Regions from separate parts of the Mus musculus genome. Here region 2 is linked to region 1. Evidence: chromatin contacts called from public HiChIP or PLAC-seq data. All regions are on one chromosome and are shown on one strand. Each heading gives the region's core, a stretch centred on a gene start, on an enhancer-like site or on the middle of the called end of the contact. The rest is flanking DNA. Distances are from core to core; before and after follow the strand shown. Region 1 overlaps Wscd2 (WSC domain containing 2). Region 2 has its middle 5.4 kb from the start of Mir7229.

The links. HiChIP or PLAC-seq counts read pairs in DNA pulled down with a chosen protein or histone mark.
Region 2: a contact with region 1 is called in an H3K4me3 HiChIP or PLAC-seq map of embryonic stem cells, with 10 times the contacts expected there. The contact joins two enhancer-like sites. A contact is called at or near these places in 2 of 484 Hi-C or Micro-C datasets (embryonic stem cells and nephron progenitors) and 10 of 115 datasets of contacts at active chromatin or transcription factors (acute myeloid leukemia, embryonic stem cells and stem cell-derived neural progenitor cells).

The regions. Positions count from the first base shown.
Region 1 is chr5:113,584,243-113,588,777 of GRCm38.p6, reverse strand. Wscd2 (WSC domain containing 2) reads right to left here. Exons shown (of 9, transcript NM_177292.3): 9 at 1-985. The coding sequence ends at 633. Among named protein-coding and RNA genes, the nearest start is that of Gm42002, 17 kb to the left of the region's middle. Within about 2 kb of position 2,562, at least 25 of the 459 cell types and tissues checked have an H3K27ac peak or open chromatin away from gene starts, as enhancers often do. A contact at or near this core is called in embryonic stem cells, where this site is marked.
Region 2 is chr5:113,327,724-113,332,258 of GRCm38.p6, reverse strand. No RefSeq gene overlaps it. Among named protein-coding and RNA genes, the nearest start is that of Mir7229, 5.4 kb to the right of the region's middle. Within about 2 kb of position 1,913, at least 5 of the 459 cell types and tissues checked have an H3K27ac peak or open chromatin away from gene starts, as enhancers often do. A contact at or near this core is called in embryonic stem cells, where this site is marked.

The DNA of each region.
Region 1 (4,535 bases), core at 1,313-3,812:
GGCACATGGCCAACCTGTTGGGTTGGTTTTTGGTACCTAAGGGACTTTGGAAGAAGGATCAAGAACCCCAACGTCACCCTCATCCCCAAGACACGACAGCACGAGCAGACAAGACAGGGTTGCTGTCCTGGAGGGGGGGCAACACCCGGCTTGGGCCTCTTATGTGCTTTAGCCTGGGGCGGTTCCCACTGTAATGCCAGAGCACCAGTCTCCATGGTCCTCAGAAGTGAGACGCCCAAGGCCACGGAGACAGGTCCCAGCCAGCTGTCTGTCACACAGAGGTGGCCTGAGAGAGATCAGAAAGCTGGTGCCTGCTCAGGGGAAGAGGCAGGGGCCCACACAGTCAGAAGAGGGTCATTGCTTGCAAAATGTCCATCAGCTGCCACAGCCAGACCCTCCCAACCTCTGCCAGATAGCCTCTCCCTTCTCCCACCACCAATAGCAGGGTCTGGGATACTCCAAACCAGGCAGCCTACTCTCCAGGGAAAGGTGTCTAGATATCTCCTCCTCCTGAGGCCTCAGAGGGGCCTTTCTGAAGGCAGGCAGAAGCCTGGGGCTGTCTTTGTGCCAGAGGGAAGCCAGCTCTTTGAAGCCAAGGGGCACCGGATGCTGGGTCCCTCCCTGGCTGCCCATCATCTTGGGCCATAGGCATCAGGCACCCCAGTGAGGTTGCGGCTACGTAGTGCCGTGTCCACCATTCGGATGTAGGCGGCAATGGTCCTGCGCATCTCGGCTGTGTAAGGGTCATACTCCAGCTTGCGCAGCCCCGAGCGCTTGAAGTTGCCGTCCTTCTGGCTCTCCACGCACAGCAGCCGATCCTCCCTGACCGCCACGCCCAGCAGGCTGACCATGCGGCCCAGCTGCGTAAACAAGTCCTGCTTCAGGTCCTCGAAGTGCACCACCAGGACGGTCTTGCCAAACTTGAGCCAGTCCAGCGTGTGCGTGGCCCACCACGGGGCATAGTTCCTCACGAACTCGGGCCACTCTGCGGAGAGAGCAGAGCGTCAGCCCGCCACTAGATAGATGGGCAGATGACAAACCTTCCGGACGCCTGAAACCCACGTGTGCTTTTTTGGGTAACACACCCCTGGCTGGTGCCTGGTTTACTACAGGCACAGCCCTACCTATACACAGAACCACAGCCTGAAAACAGATACCACCAAACTGCGGAGGCACAGAGATGCTGGGTTATACAGGAAGGGCTGGGAGCAGAGAGCACTCGCTTGCCAAGATTGCTGGAAGCTCTGGGTTTGGACCCCAAGAAGCTGTATGGGTAGAGACTGTAGTTCTGTGGGGGAGGTTGGAATGTTGCAGATCCAAGGACTAATTAGCTTACCTTGGGCTAGGCCTAGACCTCTGGAACACCTAGGTAGTGACAATTTTGGTTTCTTTAGGAATATAAGAATTTGCTTTTGCTTTAATCCCAGGTGTGGGTAGGGGCCGCTTCAGACTGTCCACAGCAGCTGTCTTATGATTTGCCTTGTGCCCTAGCAGGCAGATCATTTTGCCAGCTGCAGATGGTTTCTGCAATTGTGTGACACCGGGGATTCCGGGGACTTTTCAGAGGGTAGATAAATGCTTGAGCTTAGAGTGGGGAGAGTTGTTGGTTGTGGTTTGTTGAGTAGTTGTACATAAAAGAAGAGAAAGAAAAAATAATACATAAAAATAAATAAAAAGGAGAAAGAAAAAATAAAAAGGGGAAAGAAAAAATAAAAAGGAGAAAGAAGAAAAATTTGGATTCTAATGGCAAAGATCTAGGAGCCCTAAGAAATTTGACACACGTAATCGGTAGGAACTAGTCTAACCATAATAATATTCCTTTTTCCTTTCCTCTCTTGTCTTTTTTTCTTCTTCTTTCTGGTGTTAGGGGTTGAAAGGGTGGAAGAAAAGAGGGGAGAAGGGTGGAAGAAAACAGAACCCACACTGTAGCAAAGACTGTCTGCACAGCTCACTCTTGCAAATCTGTCTGTTGGAACTAACACCCCCCCTACTAGTAGAAACCTTTTGGAATCTATTAACAGACAAGACATGGGCTGGCGAGGTGGCTCAGCGGGTAAGAGCACTGACTGCTCTTCTGTAGGTCCCAATCCCAGCAACCACTTGGTGGCTCACAACCACCTGTAATGAGATCTGATGCCCTCTTCTGGTGCATCTGAAGATAGCTACAGTAATAATAATCTTTGGGCCAGAGTGAGCAGGAACTGAGCGAGCAGGGCCGACCAGAGTGAGCAGAGGTTCTAAATTCAATTCCCAACAACCACGTGAAGGCTCACAACCATCTGTACAGCTACAGTGCACCCACATACATAAAAATAAGTAATTAAATCTTTAAAACAAACAAACAAGACAGCTAGCTTCTACCAGCCCAAGGCTAAGAATATCATCAGCCAGCACCTTGGGCTGAAAGGAAATAAAACTTGAGACCTGTGATTCATGTAATGTATGTCAAATAGCCCAAAGAGTTGTTTGTGAGCTTTGAAACCTGGGGCTGAGAACACAGCAGAACAGACCAGGACATGCCTGGGCAGGCCCGTCACCTCCCTAGCTCTCACCCCTCTGACCTAAGTTAAATGTTAACAGGCTGCTGATGTTTAAATGGACCAATCATGTGAAACCGCGCCAATTCCTCCCCCAGCCCCACTCCTTTTCTATAAAAACCCCTAGCTTTCAAACCTGGTCGAATCCACTGTCTCCTGTTATGTGAGATATGTTTCGACCCTCCTCGTGTTGTTACATCAAGGTGTTGTGTTCTATTCATGATTCTTGGGTGCACGCCGAATCGGGAGTTGAATGGGGGTTTCCCCACTAGGTTCTTTCAGGGCTTATAGAAAGGCTTTCCCTGTCTTGTGGTATCCGCCTCTTTTAAACTGCCTGGGTTCGTTGACTGTTTTGTCAAACTACAAACACCTCATGAGCCTGCTTCCCAGTTGGAACACAGAATCTGGAGTAACCTATATCCGCGTTTCTGGGCCACGGTCACTCACTGGCTTCAGAATAAGCTCTCTCACATTCCCTTTAAGATGAGAGCTATGGTTTTTATGTCATCAGATATGCTGACATGTTAGGTTCCAAAAAAACGACCCACTTTCCACCAGAGGAATCGCCTGGATCCATTGAGCCCTGGCTGTCTGGTTTTGTTTCCTCAGCCGGGTGGTTGGTTGGTTGCTGAGTTGTGTCTGCCATTTGTGGACAGCCTATTTGTCTGTTCTGAGCTGGTTACAGATCAAGCTTTGGGAGGTATCTCTTTTTGTCTGCTTTCAAAGTATTTGTTTTAAAGTATCTGCTCTGAGCGCTTGATTGAAAGCCTGTTGGAAAGGTTTTGGTCTAACCTTTGGCTTGGTTTGGCTTGCTTGCGCCCAGAACTCTAAAGACATTTTAGATTCGGCTGTTTAGCTTGTTTTCCGATATTTCATTTGCCTGTGAAACTCTGATGGGATTTTGGTTTTTGTTTTGTCTTGGTTCTCCTTGTCTTTGAAATGTTTTGGTTTGTTAATTTTTGGCCTTTGTTTCCCAACTCCTCCTCAAAGGGTTAATTCTGCTTTTATTTTTCTGCTACTTCTCCTGTGACCTTTAGCTTAGGAGTTTTATGATCATCTGATGTTACAGCCCCTGGAGACAAGAGGCAACTGTTCCCTCTTATCCCACCCCACCCCACCCCAAAGTGTGCTGGAGTCAGGGGGAACACCTCACTACGTGCAGTGGGGGAAACTCAACAAACATGTTCCATTCTTTTTGTTAGGGTGTATTTTGTTTTTGTTTTGAGACACAGTTTCTCTGTGTAGCCCTGGCTGTCCTGAAACTTGCTCTGTAGACAGCTGGCTTCAAACTCGGAGAACAGCCTGTCTCTGCTAGGATGTTGGCTCTTTGGGAAAGATACATAGGAAGGTTTGTTCACTGCCTTCATGTTTGTGTAAACATGTAGGACAGCCACAGAGCCAGTGGGATAAAACTGACCCAAAACACACACTCCCTAGTTAAAGTAGACATGTGATTTTTCAAGAGAAAACAGAGAGGGAGAGGGGGTGGGGTGGGAGTGGGGGAGGGGGCTGGGGGGTCGGAACCAGGCCTCCAGAAAGGAGGAAGTGCCTGCAGATAAATGGCCATCTGGTCCTCTAACCGGCTCTATGGCTTGGTGAGTGATAATTGCTGACTAACTTGCAAGTGTTTGTGTGTGTGTGTGTGTGTGTGTGTGAGGGGGTGGGGCGGGGTAGACTAAAGATGACCAAGGCACTCTCCTCCTCCAGGTGTAGGTTTTGCGTTTAACAAAAGTCCTAGGCAATAAATGTCTTAAAAAAAAATCACAGATCAGCAGCCGCTTTAACTAAAACATAAAACGCTCTCTAAAAACGTGATCAAATTGGTAACTCAGAAGAGTAAGGAGCTCTTAGAGTCACGTGAGTCAAAGTAAATGCAAACAAACAAGCCCCCACCCCAACCAAAAAAACCAACCCCAAAAAAACCCAAAACAAAAACAAAATCACAAAAAATCCCAACAAACAAAAAACACCCCCCCCAGAAAAACAAAAACCATCCCA
Region 2 (4,535 bases), core at 664-3,163, 260 kb after region 1:
TGATAAGTTATAATTATCTAAGTACAAACTCAATTCCAGAGGAACTTAGCCAATTAGTTTTTCTACCACTTAGAAATGATGGGACGTGTTTGAGGTATAGATTTTTTTTTTACATATACAGAAAAACAATTGCTACATAAAATAATCACATGCCCATCATCCGCCCCTCCTCGTCAAACCAACAGCATGCCATATATAAAATGTATATTGTTTTCATTTGCTTCTTTGATGTCATACCCAATAAGTTGCCAAACGAGGGCCATTTAAAAAAAAATCTACCTGTGCTTGCTTCCTAATTTTCAGTGTTACATTTAAAGTTTCATCTTTCGGGTTCCGTTTTTAGGCATGGGGTGAAGTACAGGCCCAGCTCAGGTCTGTTGTATGCGAGCATCTCCACCGAGGAGATTGTCTGTTGAAAAGACGTATCAATTCCTCTAATGAATAGTCAAAATCTCTTTTTTAAAAAACGCAAATTAGCCACGGGTAGGTAAGTTTACTGCTAAGCCCTGTGATAACCCCACTGATATGTGTGCCCATACGCAGTACACCACTACGGTGTTTGCAGGTGAAGCTTGGCAGAAGCACTTAGATTGGGTTGTGTAAATCCTCTGTGCTTGCTGGGCTTCTGTCACTAACAAAATACCTAAGGAAGAAATCACCTGGAAAAGAGGAAAGGCTGATTTTGGCTCTGGGTTTTGGAGGTGTCAGCCCGCACGCGGGGCAGCCAGCCAGCCCCACTGCTTTGCGGTTGCCTAAAAGCCATGGTCATGTAATGGGGTGAAACGGGGTCAGGGGCGGGGAGGAGAGACACTGGCATCTTGCAAAATGTTCATTGAGGGCATGCTCTAATGCCTCTCTCTCAGCCTCACCATTGCCTTCCACCTCGCTGAACTGTGGTCCAAACCTTTAACACTTTGGGATGTAATCGGATCCAAATGGTATCACCCGACAACTTTAGTTGATTTCTCTGTGTGTGAGCTTTATGCTCGTTCATGTGCACACATGTGTAAGCAGACATGTGGAGGCATGTATGGGTTGACCTTAGGTCTCTTCCTCAACCGATTTGAAGCTGGGTCCTTACACTGTATATAGCAAGCTCTCTATAGACTGGGCTGTCTCTGTCTGCAGAAACACTGCCCCCATTCCTCCCCCTACACACAACTTGAATTACCTGTAAATCTGTATGGTTATTAAGGTTGGCTTTTTTTTTTTTTTAAATCAAGACTGAATAGTGTTCCATGTGTATATGTGGCACAATTACTGTTTGGTTCATCTATTGACAACAGTCTGTTGTTTTGAATCCACAGCATTGTGCCCTCTAGGCTATGCAGCATCCCCCAACCCAGCAATAGAATTTAGATGAAAAAGTTTGTCTTAGTTAGGGTTTTATTGTTGTGAAGGGAAACCTTGGACAAGGCATTTAACTGGGGCTGGCTTACAGTTTCAGAGGTTCAGTCAGTCCATCATCGTCATAGGAGGAAGCATGGCATTGTGCACACAGGCATGGTGCTGGAGAAGGACCTGGGAGTTCTACTTCTTGATCCACAGAGTGGGAAGGAGACTGTCTTCTGCAGGCAGCCAGGAGGAGGGTCTATCTCTGGAACACAGCTTCTTTGTGCTGTCGGAAAATGCTTCCCAGATTTCACCTCAGTGATGCTGGTCTCTTCTTAATCATTGCTCATTTCTTAGCTCCAGCTAACCAGCATAATTGTCCCAGCTGTCCCCTCTATTCTTGACTCTAAAGCCAAAGCCAAAGTCACGTAGCCAAAGCTGCGGGAGTTTTGTTGCTTGCTGAGGCTGGGGCATGGCCCACTTGTTCTTTTCTGTTTTTCTAACTCCTTCACTGCTTCAGGTTGTCTGTCCTGGAATTTGCTTTGTTGAGTGACCTTGAACTCTGCATGCTCCTGTCTCCTGAATGCTGTGATTAAAGGCGTGCACTACCATGCTGGGATTTAGGTCTTTCTTTACCTGGAACTTGCTCTATACCAGGCTTGTCTTGAACTCAAAAGATCTGCTTGCCTCTGTCTTCTGGGATTAAAGGCACAAACCATCACACCTGGACCTTTCTTTAATTCCTTTTCATGAGATCTTTAGAAGTTCTGGATTGTAGTTCATTTCAGAGGTAGTCAAGTTGGCAACCAAGAATTAGCACGGCAACATTGTATTTGATGTTTAGACCCCTCGGGAAGTTCCTGGCTAATGATTATGCATTGTCTTCTCTTTTACTGTGAGCCCTTAACCTCAGCAAAAGTTGGTAGCGTGTCAGACTTCCTTGGCTGGGGGGGCAGGGAGGGTCACTCCCAAGTACTTTGCTCTTTGGGATGCTCCTGGGGATGGAATTGGTTTTTTTCTGAATCGCCTATTTACCAACGTAACTAGACGTCTGCACATGGCTGGCTGCGTGCCACTTGAGGTTGAGATGTGTGTGAGTGGTTGAGTGCACTGGTGGGTGGGTGCCACGGAGAAGTCCCACACCCCAACCAAGGTCATGAGGTCTCAAGGACTTGTCACTAGAGTGTCAGGTGACCAGGCTGGCATGCCGCTGTGCTTGTTGTCCCTAAGCCTGAGTGCCTGAGCACAAGCGCACCGTCTGCAGCGAGGACCCTAGAAAGTACACATTGGCTCTGCAGCTGAAGCTGGAGGCAGAGCAGCTCACCTGGACAGTGGAGATCCCTGGGCCTGCAAGTGCCACGCCAGAGGTGCCGACCCTGGACTCTGCTGTTTGGAGCAGGTCACTCTGGGGGCCCTGGGGGGGGGATCTCCAGGAGCTGCAAGGACAGGATTCCCTCTGCTACCTGTGCGTGACCACACCCCGGTCTGTTCTCACTGACACTTAACCCTGGGAAGTCTCTTTTCTCCTCCAGTGTGTTACTGTCTCTGAGGAGATGGCCCGGAGAGGTGATGGCTGAGTCTAGAGACCTTCCTGCATATAAGTCTAAGGACTAGAAAACTCCCAAGACCCCTTCACTCCCCCAGTGCTGATGGTGGAAGTCAGTGACAAGAGCGAGTGGGCCAGGCAGGGGTGGCAGACGGCATGTTGGTGTCGGGGTGGAGAGGCCAGGTGGATGTTCTATGAGAAGCAGTCATGGTCAGGCAATGGCTCTGGGTGCTCACAGAGACCCTTCCTGCTAACAGATCATGAAGGCTCAGGTACTCTTGGACTTCAAGAGTGTATGCCATCTACCATAATAAAAGCTGTGTCTTCTTTCTGAGGGAAGCAGTTTCCAGGCAACCTGCTGGCCACACACACACACACACACACACACACACATGCTTCTGCGCAAGTTGCTTCCCGTGCAAGGTGCCACCAAAAGGTATTTACAGGTTTGGCTGGCTGACTCATGCCATTGCCAATGCAGCAGAGGGGAAAAGGTAGGTCGTGAAGGCCTCTGAGTCTATTTTCCATTACTCTAATGGAATGCCCAAGGCTTGGTAACTTCTTAAAAGTCACCAGGATTGAGGCGTGACCAACCACCCGCCCTGGTGGGTTTCCACTCTCTTAAGACCTCACAGTGAGAGTTAAATGGTCCAGAGACTAACCCCAAACAGTGCCCTCCTCACCCCATCCCTCACCCCCACCACCTGTACACCAGCCATCTCTTCAGGCATTCCCTAGCCACAGGCTGCTTTAGGAACCACTGGTCGGGGCTGGCTAGCTCTCAGTACAGAGCAGTGCTTCCTGCAGTGACCCCCTGCCCAGGTTCCAGGGCAGAACCTGGTCCCTTCAGTCACCTGAGCAGATAATTTAAGTCAACCTTTGCAGCCAGGCCTTGTCAAGAATTTCTTTGGGGGAGGGGAGCAGGAGAAGACGGAAGTCAGCTACTGTTGGTGTCCCTACTTGTGAGACAGTCGAACAGGGTCTGAGAAACCACCTGTGGAGAGAATGGAGGACAAGAAACACAAAGAATGGACAGCAAGTCAAAAAATTCTGATCAAGCTGACAAACTTTATTTTTCCCAGGCAGGTTTTATACCCAATAGAAGCAGGATATGGGGAGGGGGGTGACGCAGAATTGCTTTGTTTCTGGGGGAATGCACCTGTTCCCAAAAGCAGGATATTTGCTAGGTAAAAAGTTCAGTAGGAGGAACAGAACAGAATGGGTTGCTAGGTACCTGTCCACAAGATCTATAGCTATTTGTTCTTAACTGGGGGTAGTGCTTTCCCATAGAGGCCTCAACTTTTCCCACAGAAATCTCAACTAAGATAGTACTTTTCCACTAAGGCCAAGACTTTGTAAGCAAGCACTTATGGCTGACAAGGCAGTTAACATTCAAACAGGGTCACTCTCAACTTGTTGGGGAGGGGCCCAGTGGGACACTTCATTTAAGAGTCTTTGATGTGAAGACTATTGGCTACTGATGAGTCTGTCTGTCTGTTGGTTCCCTGGCTGGTCTACCCTATTTGGGAGCGGGGTGGGGGTGGGGGTTGGGGGTTGGGGGTTGGGGGGAGTCCTCTCAGAACTCATTCCATGGTACCCCTGGTCTGCAGATGCCCTTTTGGCTGGAGTCACCCTGAGAACTGAAGCCTGCTCATAG